2 separate regions of the Zea mays genome follow, and region 1 is linked to region 2. Evidence: chromatin contacts called from public Hi-C data. All regions are on one chromosome and are shown on one strand. The core of a region is the stretch at or near the end of the contact, and the rest is flanking DNA. Distances in the headings are between cores, read along the strand shown.

Region 1 (4,130 bases), core at 569-3,068, 34 kb after region 2:
TCGCGCGTGGGAGGGGACGCGGTTGTGGGCTAGCGCGAGATCCGCGGGGGGGCGAGATCCGCGGCGGATGCGGGGGACATGCGGGCGTGCGGAGGTTTCGCGCGGGGCTGGCGTGCGGTAGGCTTTAGGTAGGGCGGGGGCAGTCTACAGATGAGTCTTAATAGTTGTAGAGATTGAGTATAAGTTTCATTCAGACACAGAATCGAGTTCCGCCAAACTCCTGGAGGCTGGAGCACTATTGGTCGCCTGTTGGTCGTCTATGACCCTCAGCCTGAGGCCCATGTCCTAGAAATTTTTACCAATGGATGGTGCTCTTCATGAGAAAAAAAAAATGGAGCTTCTGATTCGACTAAGCATGGGAGCATGTGTATATGCTACGACCCTACTTCTAACGTCCTCGCGTCTGAATGATATTTTTTGGTGATGTCATTTAATATGATAGATGGTATGACGGTCATTATTGAAGATCACATGCATACTGAAGATCACAATTCGATACGTGTCATTATTCGATACTGAAGACGCTACAGCATTATAAAATATACACTGCTACACTGATAACCAACGACTACTATGTATCTAGTGACGTGGACTCTACTACCCGTTGCCGCGACATATTAGCCTCTGCAACAAGATATATGTACTGTTGCAACAAGGTGTTATCGTCGATGCCTAACACTGTGGTGTAACCGAAGCAGTGGCCACTGCGTATATAGGGATGAAAACAGACGAAAAAAACCCCTCTCCCGTCTCCGTATCCGCATTTTATCATCGGAAACGGGATCAGGTCCGGAATAGTCGGGAACGGAAGCGGGTACGGGATAAACGGAATTGCGAAAACGAACGGAAACATAAATACTGACGGAAACTCATAATTTAATACAAATAGAAATGTTATTGATGTTTGACTAGTGATTATTGGCAGAATAATAACATAAAACAAATAGATATAGATGCAACGTTCTATTGTTGTTTGGTTGCTAAATGTGTACATTTAGCTACATCCGATATTGTTTAAGACTTTAGATTACTTGTCATTTGAAAAGAGCTGGTGGTTACAATGGCCAATTGTGCTATAATTTGTCACCTAAATACACGAGAATTTAGTTTATATACTAATGCATATTAGGCTCGTCCCATATTTGTCAAATACGGAATAAATACGGGTTCAATCCGAAAAAACGAGATCCCGCAAAAACGGACGGAATAAGCCCTCTCCCGTTTCCGTCTCGTTTCCATATTTTTCCGTAAATACGAAATCAGTCAGATCAAATATAGAAAACAGTACGGGTCGAGACAGGATTTTTTCCATCCGTTTTCAACTCTATGCGTATATGACTTCATGATCATAACTTGTATTCATCACTTTGCCAATATAACATTCTGCATGGCAGAACTTATTTGCATTTTTTTATAAATATATTATTTTACGACAGCAAATTTTTCAACAGGCACGATGTTTTAAAGTCATTTTACGAATAACGTAACTTGTACACATACAAGTTTTGTACCCGTAACTTTTGAATGTATTAGCACAGTTTCATAGAAAGTTGCAAAGTTATACCTGTAGCTTTTGTGTATATTATCCTGTGAAACAAAACTTGTGACTATAATTTTTATAACAACTTTATGACAAGTTACCATGGCATCAATGGGCCAGCAATTCTGAGGATATTTGGCCCTGCGTGATACTGTATGCAACACCGTCACAGGCTCACAGCACCCATCTAGCTTGCGCGCACCACTTCCAGGGATTCGCTCGGAGGTGCGCGCCGGGAAGGGCCGCGCGCCAGATCTGGGACGTACCCTCCGCCGGGCCGGTGCTCTCGCTCGGGCGGTCGGGCCGGGGCCAGGCATGCATGCCATGCCACGCCGCGGACGCACGTACAGCTGCCTCGTTTCGTTGGGTCGCGCGGCGCATGCACCCCGCCACTGGCGGTTCGTACCGCCTGCGCCCTTGAAGGGCGGACAGCTAGCTGTGCCCGTGCCGATCGCCCGATGCCCCGATCTAGATTAGATGCGCAGCAATAATAATACTGCATGGGTTTAGGGTCATGGGCCATGACATCGGGTCATGGGCTGCTGGATGATGGGTGGGTGGTTAATGTTTCGGCGACGGTTGATAACTGCTACAGTAGTGCCATACGTACGTCCGGTCATTCTTTAACGTTTCCTATATGCTGTTTGTCAAAAGGAGAAGATATAGGGCGACATAATAGGAGCCGAGCGAGCGGGGTCCGGAGGGAGTTTATTGGATCTTCGGTATCCCGAACCAAGGGCTTCATAAAATTACTAGGTATATGCCCGTGCGTTGCAACGGGGGACACTTATACACGGATATGTCATTGTTGCGACGGTATACAAAGTATTCTAAAAAAAATAGTATACAATGATCACATAAAAGCAAATAACACATATGTTATCAACATCAATATCTTATAAATTATTTGCAAACAAGCAATAAAGTAAACTTATATAAATCAAATTATAATGTGAATACCACAAAAACAAAGTCTAAGAAGTGAGAACTTCTTTGTACACTTCAATTTTCATATATCTCATTCGATTTTTTGTTGTATATCACTAAAACAACAAAAGACAGGATGTTGTAGCCGTAGTTGACCAAGCTCCCTTGCTGGCATAGATGGGGCCTCCTCTCCTTTGATAAACCGTCGTTGCGCAGAAACGGGTCCCAGATCATTCAGGACTCCTATTTCCCACCACCGTCATCGTAGAGAACAACTATTCAATTAAAATCCAATTGTTTTTGTAAAGAAATAGAATGCAAAAGATATATCTATATTAAAAAATGAACATATCAAACATGTATAATAAACTTCCCAGCAAGTACAACTAAATCACATTTTAGGAAGAGGTTACTATATGCAAAAAAAACCTGAGTCAGAACAAAGTACAAAAAAGAATCACATTCTTTTGTAACTGAAAGCAGAAATTTCAAAGAAGCAAGAATGCAAGACATACCTTAGCCATCATTGTTTGCCCTCAAGACAATGAACACGTATTTAACAAGTGGAATCTGGGTAAGGGAGTAAATAATAAGCGAGAGCGCTCCTATAATTTGTTTTGTGCCTTCTATTTCATGAGAGAAAATGTTGAAGACATATAAAGGTGATGTGCCTAAGTCCCTAAACACCACCCAAGGCTTTGGAAAGCTAGTTGTAGCAGCACAAGTGTAGGGTAGGTCTGCATATGCAAAAGGAGAACCTGCATGCTATGAATTGAATCTGATGCAGGCGACCAACTCAGTTTACTCTATTTGAATCAGGCGACCAACTCATATGAATCTAATAGGAAACCTGCATGCTCCCACCAACTCATATATATATATATATATATATATATATATATATATATATATATATATATATATATATATATATATATATATATATTGGTTTAAGAGACCTGTCATCAGGAAATAGAGAATCAACATATTGGGCAGTGCTTGCTAAGGAAGATCTCCACAGAGCCAAGTGCCCATCTTAGAACTTGATGGAGACGATCAGTGAGATTGATAGGTGCAGATCCCTTGAATGCTGGTCTCTTGGGCATGCAGTACACAGATCGCCAACCATGGCAGTGCATCTTGAAGCCCGTGAGGATATCCTCAGTGACAGATCCATAAATCCAACCAACCTAGATATTTTCATCGAGTTAGCTAAAAGTATTCTTGGATGCTAGGTTGCAGTTTTCATTCTATTTCAAGGGCACAAACACAATTTGAAGAGTCTGATCTGGAAACTACATGGGAGAAGGAAAAACAAAGACAGGATGGGGCAAAGTTACCTCTTTCCCCCATTGTGTCTTATTCTCGTACCCACAACTTAGCACATGGATGCAATCATCAAGGCTTTTGAGCATGTCGAAGCGACAACCTTCACCATTATCTTGCAATGTTGAAGCCAAAAATGCATCTGACTGCCCAAATCTCTTCTCAAACTTTTCTCGAGGCACAGGAGGTGCAGTTTCTCTTCCTATTTATTTTGAGATATGCAGATCGGGCTCCATAATTACTTTGGGGAACATAAAAAAGAAAAGAGCAACAGAACCAAACTCACCAGCTACTTCGAGAGCATGCACTTGCTTGGACGCATTCCTGCATTTCACTT
Region 2 (3,947 bases), core at 1,097-3,596:
TATAGTTCAAGCTAACCATTGGTCGATAAAACAAAATAAAATTACTTAATCCCTCTAAAGTTCTCTCTTTCTGAATTTATTTCCCCTGACCAAACTAAACTTTAAGGGCTAGTTTGGGAACCCTATTACTAAGGGATTTTCATTTTTTCCAAAGGAAATTAGTTCATTTTTCCTTGGAAAAATTGGAATCCCTTGAGAAAACGGTGTTCCCAAACTAGCCCTAAAGTTAAATATTTCGTTGATGACGTGCATCCCATAACATAGTAACTGAAAAGAGTAGATGACATTGTTTAAATATTTCAATCAACTTGTTAGCTTTAAGATCGGGTATAATCCCCCAAACTTCTAGAACCTATGGTTTGGATGTACACTCAATCACCCAAGTTTGAATCCTCTTCTACTTTATCTATTTAAAATGTAATTCTTCCTACACATGTTTCGATTTACAAAGATTTGTACTTTTATGTTTGGTGTGTCACCAATCCAACAAGATAACTAGTTGTACAAAATCATAATCTGTCAAGGATAGCAAGGCTTCAACCTGTCAGGCCGTCATGATATGTAAACTAATGACTAAAATCTCACTTGGCTAGCCAACTTTTCCGATTCACTTTGTGTTATGTGTTGCAGTGATTAACGAGGTAAATATGCATCCAAGCGACAGAAAAAATGAGCAACATCGAACTTTAGAATCAACTGCAACCAGTACTGCAGGAAGAATGACAAAATCATTTAAGTATTAAAAAGATCAAATAACATTCATTTTCATTATAGAACAGTGTCACTCCTATAGAATTATACTCCCTCCCAGTCATAACGAGATCATATTTCAGACAGCAAAAAATAACTAACTACTCCTCCGTTCAAAATTATAGTTCACTTTAGCTTTGTATGAAGTCAAATTTCTCAATTTTCGTCCCAAGATTATAGAAAAATACATTAACAAACCTGGTCAAAAGTACATAATTTGTAAAGCTGGGAGTATGTATAAGTTAAATTTGCTGTTTGGGACATCATTGAATTGTGACTGGATGTACTATTGATTGATCCTTCTATTTGAACATGTTACCATGATTAAATAAAACGTACAAGTAGTCATAAGTGAGTGAATTTACATCTTTATAATAGGAATTCACGATCATTTGTGGAAGTAGATCTGGGAGTTACCAGAAATGGAACTGATTCATACGAGGGGCAATTAATTTAGACAATGCAATTGATATAAAGCACCAAACTAATGCCAATTTCCAAAGCATCAACTTACACCCTCTATTCCCTATCACCTCCCCATGGGTTCATTCAAAAGGGAACATGTGCATTTCGAATTCATATTTCTTGACCAACCTGGCAAATCTACTGGGGAGCATTCTTCAGTTCCCCATTTGATCAACACGAATAAATAACCCACTCCTACCATCTTTTTCAGTGTTTGCTCATAGCAAACATTTTCTCACCTTAAAGTACCCAAAACGATTTTCACCAAAATTGGATCAGCTAGTAGTCATAAACTGTTAAAAGTGCATTTGTGCATTTTGCAAAGAATGATCTCTGAAGTTGTGCAACGAGCAATGTGGTTAAAACCCCAACCGAGACATAACGAGAGGAATATACAGGAAGAGGGCAGGGCGTGCAGTCAGTAATTCTCACCTGCCTAGCCACTTTCGAGCACACTGTCTGTGATTTCCCTGCGTCGAGAGCGCGCTCGAAACAGCACTCCTGCGCCTGCGCGAGCATGAGCCTCTCCAGCATCGCCGAGGCCTGAGAACTCATATCCACCGTCGTCGCCTCTTCCTCTTCCATCATCTCCCCAACCGCACGGAACGCCCCCGCGGCGCGCTGAAACTCCCCGCACGCCGCCCTTACCCCTTCCTCCGTGGCGCGGCTCACGGTCGCCGCGATCCTCGAGGCGGCCGCGCCGACGTTGAACACGATGGCGGCCTTCTCCAAGCGGAGGGAGGCGGCTGTGTGCTTCAGGTGGGGGCGGAAGGCGTCGTGCCAGGTGATGTACAACGTCTCGTCGAAGGCGCAGGTGTCATTACGGGCGGAGGAGAGGAGGCGATGGTAACGGAGGAGGAGAGCGCGGCGGGAGGCGGGTGGCTGGGCCTGCGGGTTCGGGACCGCGACGGCGACACGGGCGGCACGGATGTCAGAGAAGGAGGCGGCGTCGAAGAAGTGGCGGTCGCCGAAGATTCCGGCGACGGCGGTCTTCTTTTCCTGGACGTAGAGGACGGGAGACGGCGGCCGCAACATGATTGGCCGGCGCAAGTGCGCAAGCGCAACGAACGCGTTAGACTCTTCGACGTGGACTTGTTCAGTTGAGAATTGTGAGATTCGTGTCAGTGCGTATCACCGGTCTGAATTAAGCTTTACGAGTTATATACCGGTGAAGGCCCAAATACGAGTACTGCATCTCCGACACAATATTTGGGCTTCGTCGTTTGCCCAGATGACAACTATCTGGGCTCAGATTTGGTATTACGTCCTGTTCGTTTCATATTATAATTTATCTAGATTATATTATAATCTAGCGTAAATAATGCAACGATTAAATAAATACTTAGACTATAGATCCAAATTATATAACTTAAAGCCTAGAATACGATAATCTTCATAATCTTTTCAAGAGTAGGTTATTTGAGATTATTTTTGGTAAAAACCCATTACCTATGGTTATGTTCATAAAATTTTACAATACCTGTTATTTTTCTTCTTTCCCCCAAATCACACGCACGTAGTGTATTGTTGCCATTGCCTTTGTGTCTCAATGATTAATAATAAGGGGGTTAAAATCATATGTGCAATGTGAGAGAAGGGTATAATCAAAATTAATCCTAAAAATACTTGAATTTTTTTAATTAATTGTGATTATACTCTTCTCCCACCCTGCAATTGTGATTTTACCCCTCGTTTTTATTTTTAATCACTAATTCTGAGTTTCACTAATACTGTTCAGGAGAGCGGCAAACAACGACTTCATTTTCAGAACAGAGAGGTAAAACCACAAAGGTGAAAAGCGAGAGATACAATCGTAATTGCAAGATCAGAGAAGAGTCACAATTGTCGAAAATAGTATTTAAAAATAGTGGAGAAAGCGGAACCATTAAAGACATATCCTAAAAATATATACATCAACAGTTCTTAAGGAGCTACAAATTCTTTAGATATGGATTTGACACCACATAAAGGCTTGTTCATTTTTGCGTTAGTCCAGGATGAAATTGAGTCGGATTAAATTTATAATAAGTCAAAATTTATCTCAATCTCACCCAATACACTCCAGTCTACATGAAATATCAATAACCGAACAAGACAAAAAGTTGTTTTGCCAATGACATACATATATTCCAGACCCAAAGCACACAACACACACGCACACACTGACGCTCATATTTGTGCAGTAGTACTAGTACACAATGCAGTACTTGCAAAAAACTTAAACATTCAACTAAAGATCAGAGGAGAGCATAAAACCCGTCTCCTCTTCCAAGCCTTTAGGGAGATCCCTTAAAGACAGAACACTACTCCATGCCGCTGTGCAACTGCAAACCATGCAACAAGGGACACATGCTTGAAATACCTAAATATCATGTCGGAATATCAACAAGGATGGCGGTTGAAACAGAGGCCATCCTTGTCCCAGCCTTAAAAATCCAGCTGGGATTCCTTATGCTGTTTCATCGGGAGAGAAAAAAAAAACAGTCAGAGGGAAAGGTCCAGATAAAATGGTGGTCCTTCGATGCCCCTGTTCGGTGAATGGTGATCGTGCTGCGAGACGCCACAAGCCGACTCTTAAAATCTGCAACTTGTGAGCATCCCGATTCCGGTGGATACTTCCTGCGCGTGAAGATCGTGTGCCATGTTCAGTCCTTCCACCTGTAGGTTGGACTGCGGGGAAGAGGAAGAGGGGGAGGAGAAGAAAGGGAAGCAGCGGAGGCCACGGCAGTCCC

Evidence for each region. Hi-C and Micro-C count contacts between places; a contact is called where the count stands out from the background.
Region 1: a Hi-C map of tassel shows a contact between it and region 2, with 2.1 times the contacts expected there. The contact joins the enhancer-like site here to the promoter of LOC100285833 in region 2. A contact is called at or near these places in 5 of 25 Hi-C or Micro-C datasets (ear, leaf, root tip and 1 more).

What each region holds. Positions count from the first base shown.
Region 1 is chr5:192,736,928-192,741,057 of Zm-B73-REFERENCE-NAM-5.0, forward strand. It overlaps the pseudogene LOC103628767. Among protein-coding and RNA genes, the nearest start is that of LOC100283933, 3.8 kb to the right of the region's middle. Within about 2 kb of position 1,819, at least 17 of the 20 cell types and tissues checked have an H3K27ac peak or open chromatin away from gene starts, as enhancers often do. A contact at or near this core is called in ear, root tip and tassel, where this site is marked.
Region 2 is chr5:192,702,759-192,706,705 of Zm-B73-REFERENCE-NAM-5.0, forward strand. It overlaps LOC100285833 (vacuolar protein-sorting protein bro1), which reads right to left and starts at 2,347. Exons shown (of 2, transcript NM_001158723.1): 1 at 1,648-2,347. The coding sequence starts at 2,250.